Regions from separate parts of the Rattus norvegicus genome. Here region 2 is linked to region 1. Evidence: chromatin contacts called from public Hi-C data. All regions are on one chromosome and are shown on one strand. The core of a region is the stretch at or near the end of the contact, and the rest is flanking DNA. Distances in the headings are between cores, read along the strand shown. Region 1 overlaps Hmcn1 (hemicentin 1). Region 2 holds the start of Hmcn1 (hemicentin 1).

What was found. A called contact is a pair of places that touch in the nucleus more often than the background predicts.
Region 2: a contact with region 1 is called in a Hi-C map of Schwann cells, with 2.5 times the contacts expected there. The contact joins the promoter of Hmcn1 here to the enhancer-like site in region 1. A contact is called at or near these places in 2 of 12 Hi-C or Micro-C datasets (Schwann cells and psoas muscle).

Annotation. Positions count from the first base shown.
Region 1 is chr13:65,590,654-65,594,155 of GRCr8, reverse strand. The region is part of intron 1 of Hmcn1 (hemicentin 1); the gene reads left to right. Among named protein-coding and RNA genes, the nearest start is that of Hmcn1, 42 kb to the left of the region's middle. Within about 2 kb of position 1,720, at least 3 of the 93 cell types and tissues checked have an H3K27ac peak or open chromatin away from gene starts, as enhancers often do. A contact at or near this core is called in Schwann cells, where this site is marked.
Region 2 is chr13:65,632,951-65,636,452 of GRCr8, reverse strand. It overlaps Hmcn1 (hemicentin 1), which reads left to right and starts at 1,934. Exons shown (of 107, transcript NM_001271292.1): 1 at 1,934-2,583. The coding sequence starts at 2,316.

The DNA.
Region 1 (3,502 bases), core at 471-2,970:
TTTGCTACCCCTAGCTGTGGCTTGGAAGGAGACGTGGAGTAGAAGGTAATTATTGACAAGGAAAGCACTGGTCAGAATCTGGTAGGGATCGCTCATGGGCAGGAGGAAGACATTCAGATAACCTGGAAACAGGAGACTGAAGAAAACACTGTGGACACTTAGAGTGGCTCATTAGCTGTCATTTAATCTTGTTTGGGAAATATAGCTAAGTGTGGGTAGGGTTTAACAGATAGTAGTATGGAATAAAGAAAAAAAAATCAATTCTCCCATGAACTTTTCATAGTTCTTAATATACTTAAATATTCTTTATTTATCTATTCCTTGAGATGTTCATAACAGTATATTTTGATCATATTCACCTCCTCCTATGCCCTGACTTCTTCCCAAACCCAACACACTTCTTCCTCAGCTTCATATCTTGTTTTTACTTCTCTTATAATCTGCTGAGTTCAGCAATTGCTGCCTGCCTATGCATAGGCATAGGATGCACTGGAGGAGCATGGGTAACCTGCTTGAAGCCTTGTCTTTGAAGAGAACGGACTTTCCCTTCCCTAGTAGCCATCAACTGCCAATTATTCTCAGCTAGAGGTGGGGTTTGGTGAGTTCCCCCACCAATAGCCACGCTAAATATTAACTGTTCTGATCCTGTGCAGGACTTGGGAAAGCAGTTACAGCTGCTATGAGTTCTGAAGTGCATGGCCCTGTCGTGTCCAGAAGGGACTATTTTGTTACAGTCCTTCACTACTAGCTCTGATGCTGTTTCAGTCTGTTCTTGTACAGCATCATTTATGGGGAGTCTGTGATATTTATGTCATTCAAGGTTGACAGAATTACTTAGTCACCCCTGTTATGGTTTGGATACTAAATGACTCCCAGAGTCCTTTGGACATTAATTGCCTGTTGCACTATTAGAACATGGTGGACCTTTTATTAGGAAGGGCCCAGTGGAAGGATATTAGGTCACTGGGTGTGTGCCCTTAGAAGGAACCCCAGCCCTTCCCAACTTTCCGGTATCCATAGACAGATGACCCTCCTCTCCCATGATACTCTGTTTCATCACGGCCTCAGAGCAACAGGACCAAGACACCATGAACTGAATTCTCTGAGACTGTGAGTCCAGTTGAACTTACCATCCATGTTTGATAAACTTTGTTTATCTAGGGTATTTGTCACAGTGATGGAGAGCTGTGACAACCAGCACTGTAGAGGGAGAGTGTGTATTTCAGAAGGGGTGAGGGCAGATGAAAAGGTCAGGTGGTCATTTAGCACTAAAGAGACCAGAACCAGGATGGTTTGGTTCTGGGTTGACCGTGCAGTTCTGAAATTTGTGGAAAAATAAAAGATGCTTTGTAAGAACTCCAGGCAATGAGCAAGAAGAGAAACGTGAACCTCCTCAACTAAACAAATATTTTATAAATGCCTTTGCTGCTCTGGGGAAATAGTTTGAAGACTTTTCTCTAGTCACCTTATTACGGAGAACCTCTGTGGCTGTCCGTTGTCTCCTGGGAGGGCTGTGCTTGTGGAGAATCTGGCAGAAAGCCAAGTGAGGCAGTTGTTTAAGACTCAAGTAACGGCGATAAAAAGTCACTGGAGGGAAACAAAAGAGGGTTTGATGTAACTAATTGATTGTGAATGCAGCCTGAAGCATGAGACTTGAGGGGGGACCTTCACAGTCCACTGGCTCAGTGGACATTTTAATCAAGAGGGCAGTGTTCATGTGAGTCCTGCTTCTCTTCTGAAAGGGACTCTTTCATTGGGGGAGTTACTGGGAACATGTGTTTATTAGGCTGGGATGGAGAGAGCTTTGACATTGTTGAAAGAGGTCAGCCGTGTTTCTCAACCTCTGCTGTACTTCGTGGTGGTTGGCACTGCCACTGACAGGAAGTGATGGACAGAGTGGTTTTTCATTTGAGGCTTGATTGACAGTTGTGAATGAAATATCCCGCTCTGGGACAAGTTTGTTTTCATGAACGACTACGGTCAGGGCTCAGAGTATACGAATTTCTGGATGATGGGCCATTGGTGTTCATTTTTATCATTTTATCATCATTGGTGATATATTCTAGTTTACTGTTTTCTTATTTAAATACACTATCAGCCCATTCTTATTTTCTTTCTGGAGATTTCTTGGAAATTTAAGTTCTCTCTTCTGCTCAATTACAGAAGAACATAGATGTCTCTCCGTGTTTTACTTTGATTTTAGACTTTGTGGGGCCTTTAATTCTCGGAAGAATGTCATTGGCTGTAGTTGACTTTTCTCACACAGTTCAGGCGGTGATTAATGCTCACTGTCAACAATGAGGGGATGTTTTTGGGTTTTTTTTTTCTTCCTGCTCTGGGTGAAGTCTTAATGAAAATGACCACACGCTGATGTGGAGTAAGTTCAAGTAACGACAAATCATGATTTCCTTTCTCTGTGATTACAATCTTCCGAAATCGGTTGCTTCACTGGGTCTGACTGTGATGAATTGTTCTAGAAGCTTGATTAAGTAAGTAGGACCATTGTGAGAGAGGGAGAAACATAAGCTTTTAGCACCTACAGCTGCTTCGTTCGATTTATGGTAACAGAAAGCATGATTACTTAAAATTTGTATTAAGAAGGATCTGCTGCCGTGGGGGCAATTGTCAGGATGTTCATTTTTATGTCTTTTCCGGTAGAATTTTCACTGTGATGACTTTAAGATTTTTCTCTTGGTAACCGCCAGTTTCTCTTGGTGAGCCCCATCTAGTTATTGGTTAAGACTGAGATTCACACTGCCTTCCAAGTTAACTCAGTTAAGGAACCAGAGCAAAAGAATGCAGCCTCGCAGTGTGCCTTAGTCTTTGAACTTACTGTTTTAAGTGTAAAAGCGAAACCAATGGACCAACACTAGTCCGTTAAATGTAGGCACTGTGCTGGGTAGTTTATGTCATCTTGAAACAGCTAACGTCATCTGGGGGTGGGGTGGGGGGGGAATCTCAATTAAGAAAACGCTTCTATAAGGTTGGGCTGAAGGCAACCCTGTAGGGCATTTTCTTAATTAGTGATTGATAGGGAGGGTCCAGCCCTTTGTGTGTAGTGCTGTGGTCCTGGGTTCTATAAGAAAGCAGGCTGAGCAAGCCATAAAGAGCAAGCCAGTAAGCAGTACCCCTCCATGGCCTCTGTATCAGCTCCTGCCTTGTTTGAGTTCCTGTCCTGACTTTCCTCGGTGATGGACTATGGGTGTGGAAGCATAAGCCAAATAAAACCTTTCCTCTTCAAGTGCTTTTGCTCATAGTGTGTCATCGCAGTAACCCTGGCCGAGACAGTTACTTCAGCCCTTGGCTTTCAGTGTTCAGGAGGTACTGATATTTTCATCATTTCTTTCCAGCCTTCCTTTCTGCTTCTCCCCTCCAGTAGCTTGTATAAGAAAATAGAGAGGAACAAAGAAAAGACATAAATAATATGTCTCTTGCTCCTCTCCACCAATGTCTGTTCAAAGATGTCACTGCAGAACACTTAAGCTTCCTATTCTTGCCTTAG
Region 2 (3,502 bases), core at 685-3,184, 42 kb before region 1:
ACTTCAAAAAGATTGACAGATCCACAGAGTCCTACATTTCAATACAATTCTCCTTAACTGATCACAAGTGAACAGGAATCAGTAATGATATAGAAAATCTATTGGCAGATCCAGAATCCTATATTTCAAAATAATTCTCAATAACTGATCACAAGTGGGCAGTAATCAGTAGTGATATAGAAAATTTAACTTAATTCAGATTTCATTTTAATTTAAGATTTAACACCATTAAACAAATTGGTTTGACATTTGTCGAATAGTCAATTTACACAACACTCCCTTTCCCCCAAATGCACCTGGAACATGTATGGATCATTTAATCCTGACCAGGTAACTGCCATGGTTTCCTATTACAAGTAAATAAAAAAAGGCAGGAAGAAGGTAGGTAGCTTGCTGAAAGTCACAGCTATTATGCCCCATGCTGGACTTAGCACCCGGCTGTCTGTCCGGCTGCCTGTCTGTAGAATGCAGAACTCTCCCACCTCCCTGAGCACCTGGAATAGCTCAGGTCTCTATGACCTAGAATGAAATCTTTTTTTAAATAAACAAAGGAATGGACTACTCAAATAGCATTCAACATTCTCTAAATACTACTTGGAAAGGAAACACATTCTCTCCCTCTCCCTCATATTCCCACCCTGCCCAAATGGCCTGTGTGCTTCCTTTAAGTGACATGACTTATAGGCATCATAAAATCAAGTCCCACAGCTGGTGGGTCTGAAAGGGAAGACAGTCGGAGATTATAAAAGGCTAGTAGGAGCTGGCCCTTTCTCAGGCTGCCCCACTGCTGGAGGGTGGTCTCATACACACTTAAACCCAGTTTAAAGCTGCCCGAGTGCTCTAGTTTGAATGCTTGCATCCAGACAATAATCCTTTTCCAGGAAAAGAAAAAGTATTTGCTAAAGGGGAACAAAGAAATGGTTAGCCCATGACTGACTTTCTTTGCTTACCTTCTTAGATCTGTTAATACGTCTACAATGTATATAATGATTACGACTTGGAAGAACAGTGTAATGTTTTCCACGGTAAAGTTTCCTTAAGTTTTGGCAAGAAAAAATGTCACTGAGGGTTACAACCTTTCAGTGGATCTTTGCCTGAGACCTGACACATAGTTGTACAAGAGGGTACTTGAAAAGGGAATATTATTCCCCAGCACCATGCTTTGCAGACAAAGCGAATCTTGATAATGAAATTACAACTCCCCCAGATTTCTAATATGAATTCAGTATGTCTCATTCTTTTTAAAAACGCCCCCTCCCTTCTATGACGATGTTTTATTGATACCCAGCTTCCTTCTCTAGTCCCACAGCATAGCTAGTGACTTTATGATGTCTCTTACTTTCCTCCTATCTCCTTTCATTCTCCTTTGGCTCTACAGCTCCCCCCACCCTGTGCCTTCCTCAGGGCTAAACTCCCCTCGAGCCCCCCCCTTCCCCCCCGCCGCGGAAGATCAAAGAATCATCCATCCTGTAGCTGCAGCCCAGAGGAAAGAAGGTTCCAGCTCCCCCTTCTGGCTGGGCTGAATGGTGGATGGAGGGACAGGAAGCATCTTAGCTTCCTGCACTTGGGGTGGGCTTGGGAATTATGAGAGAAGTGTTGTTTGAAGCAGCGTTGCACACATTAGGAAAAAATGTGCACCAATTCCCTTTGTGCTAGCTAATGCGATGCCCTTGAATTTGGGAGTGGGCCACACATTCTTGAAAACCATTGTTTACCTTGGAGTTTTGGAGATTGGTTATAGCTCTGAGGGGAACACGGGAGCTGACAGTGAGAGCGCTTCCCCGGTCCTGGAGCGACTTGGAACTCAGGGAGGGGAAAGTCACCCTCTGGGGTGGGGGCTCCAGCAGAGGAGGGACGGCCGCTGGCCAATCAGAAGGAGAGGTCGCGCCCGGCTTCCCCTCCGAGGGGCTAGCAGTGGAAAGTTGGGAGGTTCAGTCGCTGGCCTGGAGCGCGGCGGCGGCGGAGGCGGCACCGCAGGCTCGCAGCGTCCCCGGGGCATGGACCCGGCGCTCTGCCGGCACTCGGCTACTCGCAGCTCCCTGCACGCGGCCGCCTAGAGCCCACGACCTACTCAGCCGGACAAAAGGCGCTGCATCCTTGCCCAGCCCAGCCCAGCTCCTGGAAGGACCCGGGCTCTGGGCTGGTCCTCATCTCCTTCTCCGCTCCAAACTTTGAGTTAGTTCAGAGACTGCAAAAAGCTGATGAGGCACCGGGGAGGAAGTCCTCTGCTTGCTGCTGAGGAGTAAGCACAGTGCTAAGGAGCTCAGGGCAAAGAGAAAAGCAGCGAGCAAAACAAGAAAAGAAAAGAAAAAAAAATGATTGCCCAGGAACTGGTCCACACAGTTTTCCTGGTGGCTCTTTTTCATTCTTCCCTAGCTGGAGTTGGGACCCCGCAGTCGGAGAGCAGGGCTGAGGAGATTCCGGAGGGGGCGTCCACGTTGGCTTTTGTGTTTGATGTGACTGGCTCCATGTATGATGATTTAGTTCAGGTTATTGAAGGGGCTTCCAAAATTTTGGAGACGTCTTTGAAAAGACCTAAGAGACCTCTTTACAACTTTGCTTTGGTGCCCTTCCATGATCCAGGTAAGGGGAATACTTACTCTCTGAATTTGTTGTGATTCATAATTCTACTATTTCTTATGCTGTGGATTTGTTTTATTGTCAGAAAGTTTCAAAAGCATTTTAAAAAATATGCAGCAGAATAGGTAGTAACAAAGAATTGCTTATGGGCATCTGGGTTTGCTTTCAAAGCTCTCAGCTCAGCTAGGGCGAATAGATGGTTTGCTTAGGGAGATTGCCCTGATCTGGAAATGCAGTCCTCTGAAGATCAGAACCAGGACTTTGTAGCAGCAACAGCAGCAAACTCAGAGCTAACTGGCCTGCATTTTAAAGCTAAAGACTGTTTTAATTGCAAAGGCAGCCACAAGACAGGAATCCGGTTTTCAACATCAGGGCAAGCACACTCTCAAGATAATCTCACATGGGAGAGAATCAGACCTGCTGCGGGACACATGAGCAAGTCTGTAAATAGCAACTAGGATTGGAACTGGAGGCATGAAAATGAAAGACAGAAGCCATTCATTCCTTAACTGAATCTATTCACGGTTGCACCGGGGTCATCATTGGTTAGATTCACAGATGTGTGTAAACACTATGTCCCTGTCTCAGGCAATACAAATGCATGTAATTTGCTAGGTCTGTGCTCTCAAAAGGTAGTTGAAGAAAACTCACTTTATGTTGTGCCCTGAAGCCGTGGCTTTCCGCTGCTGCAGTGTAACATGATCCTATTTACTCTCTGCAGTTTCTTTTTCAAGTAGCACCTCTGTGCAAGGCTCCTAGGAGCCTTCATTGTCATCATGGAGGGTAGCATTACAGCGGGAGCCCTGGGGCTTACTGTCTCGTGTCCACCTGAGTTTCATTAGGCAAGTAGCTGCTCAGTGGAAGAAAGAAAACAGTGGTTTCTTCAGAGCCCTCCCCCCACTGCTCTCCCACATTACCCTTG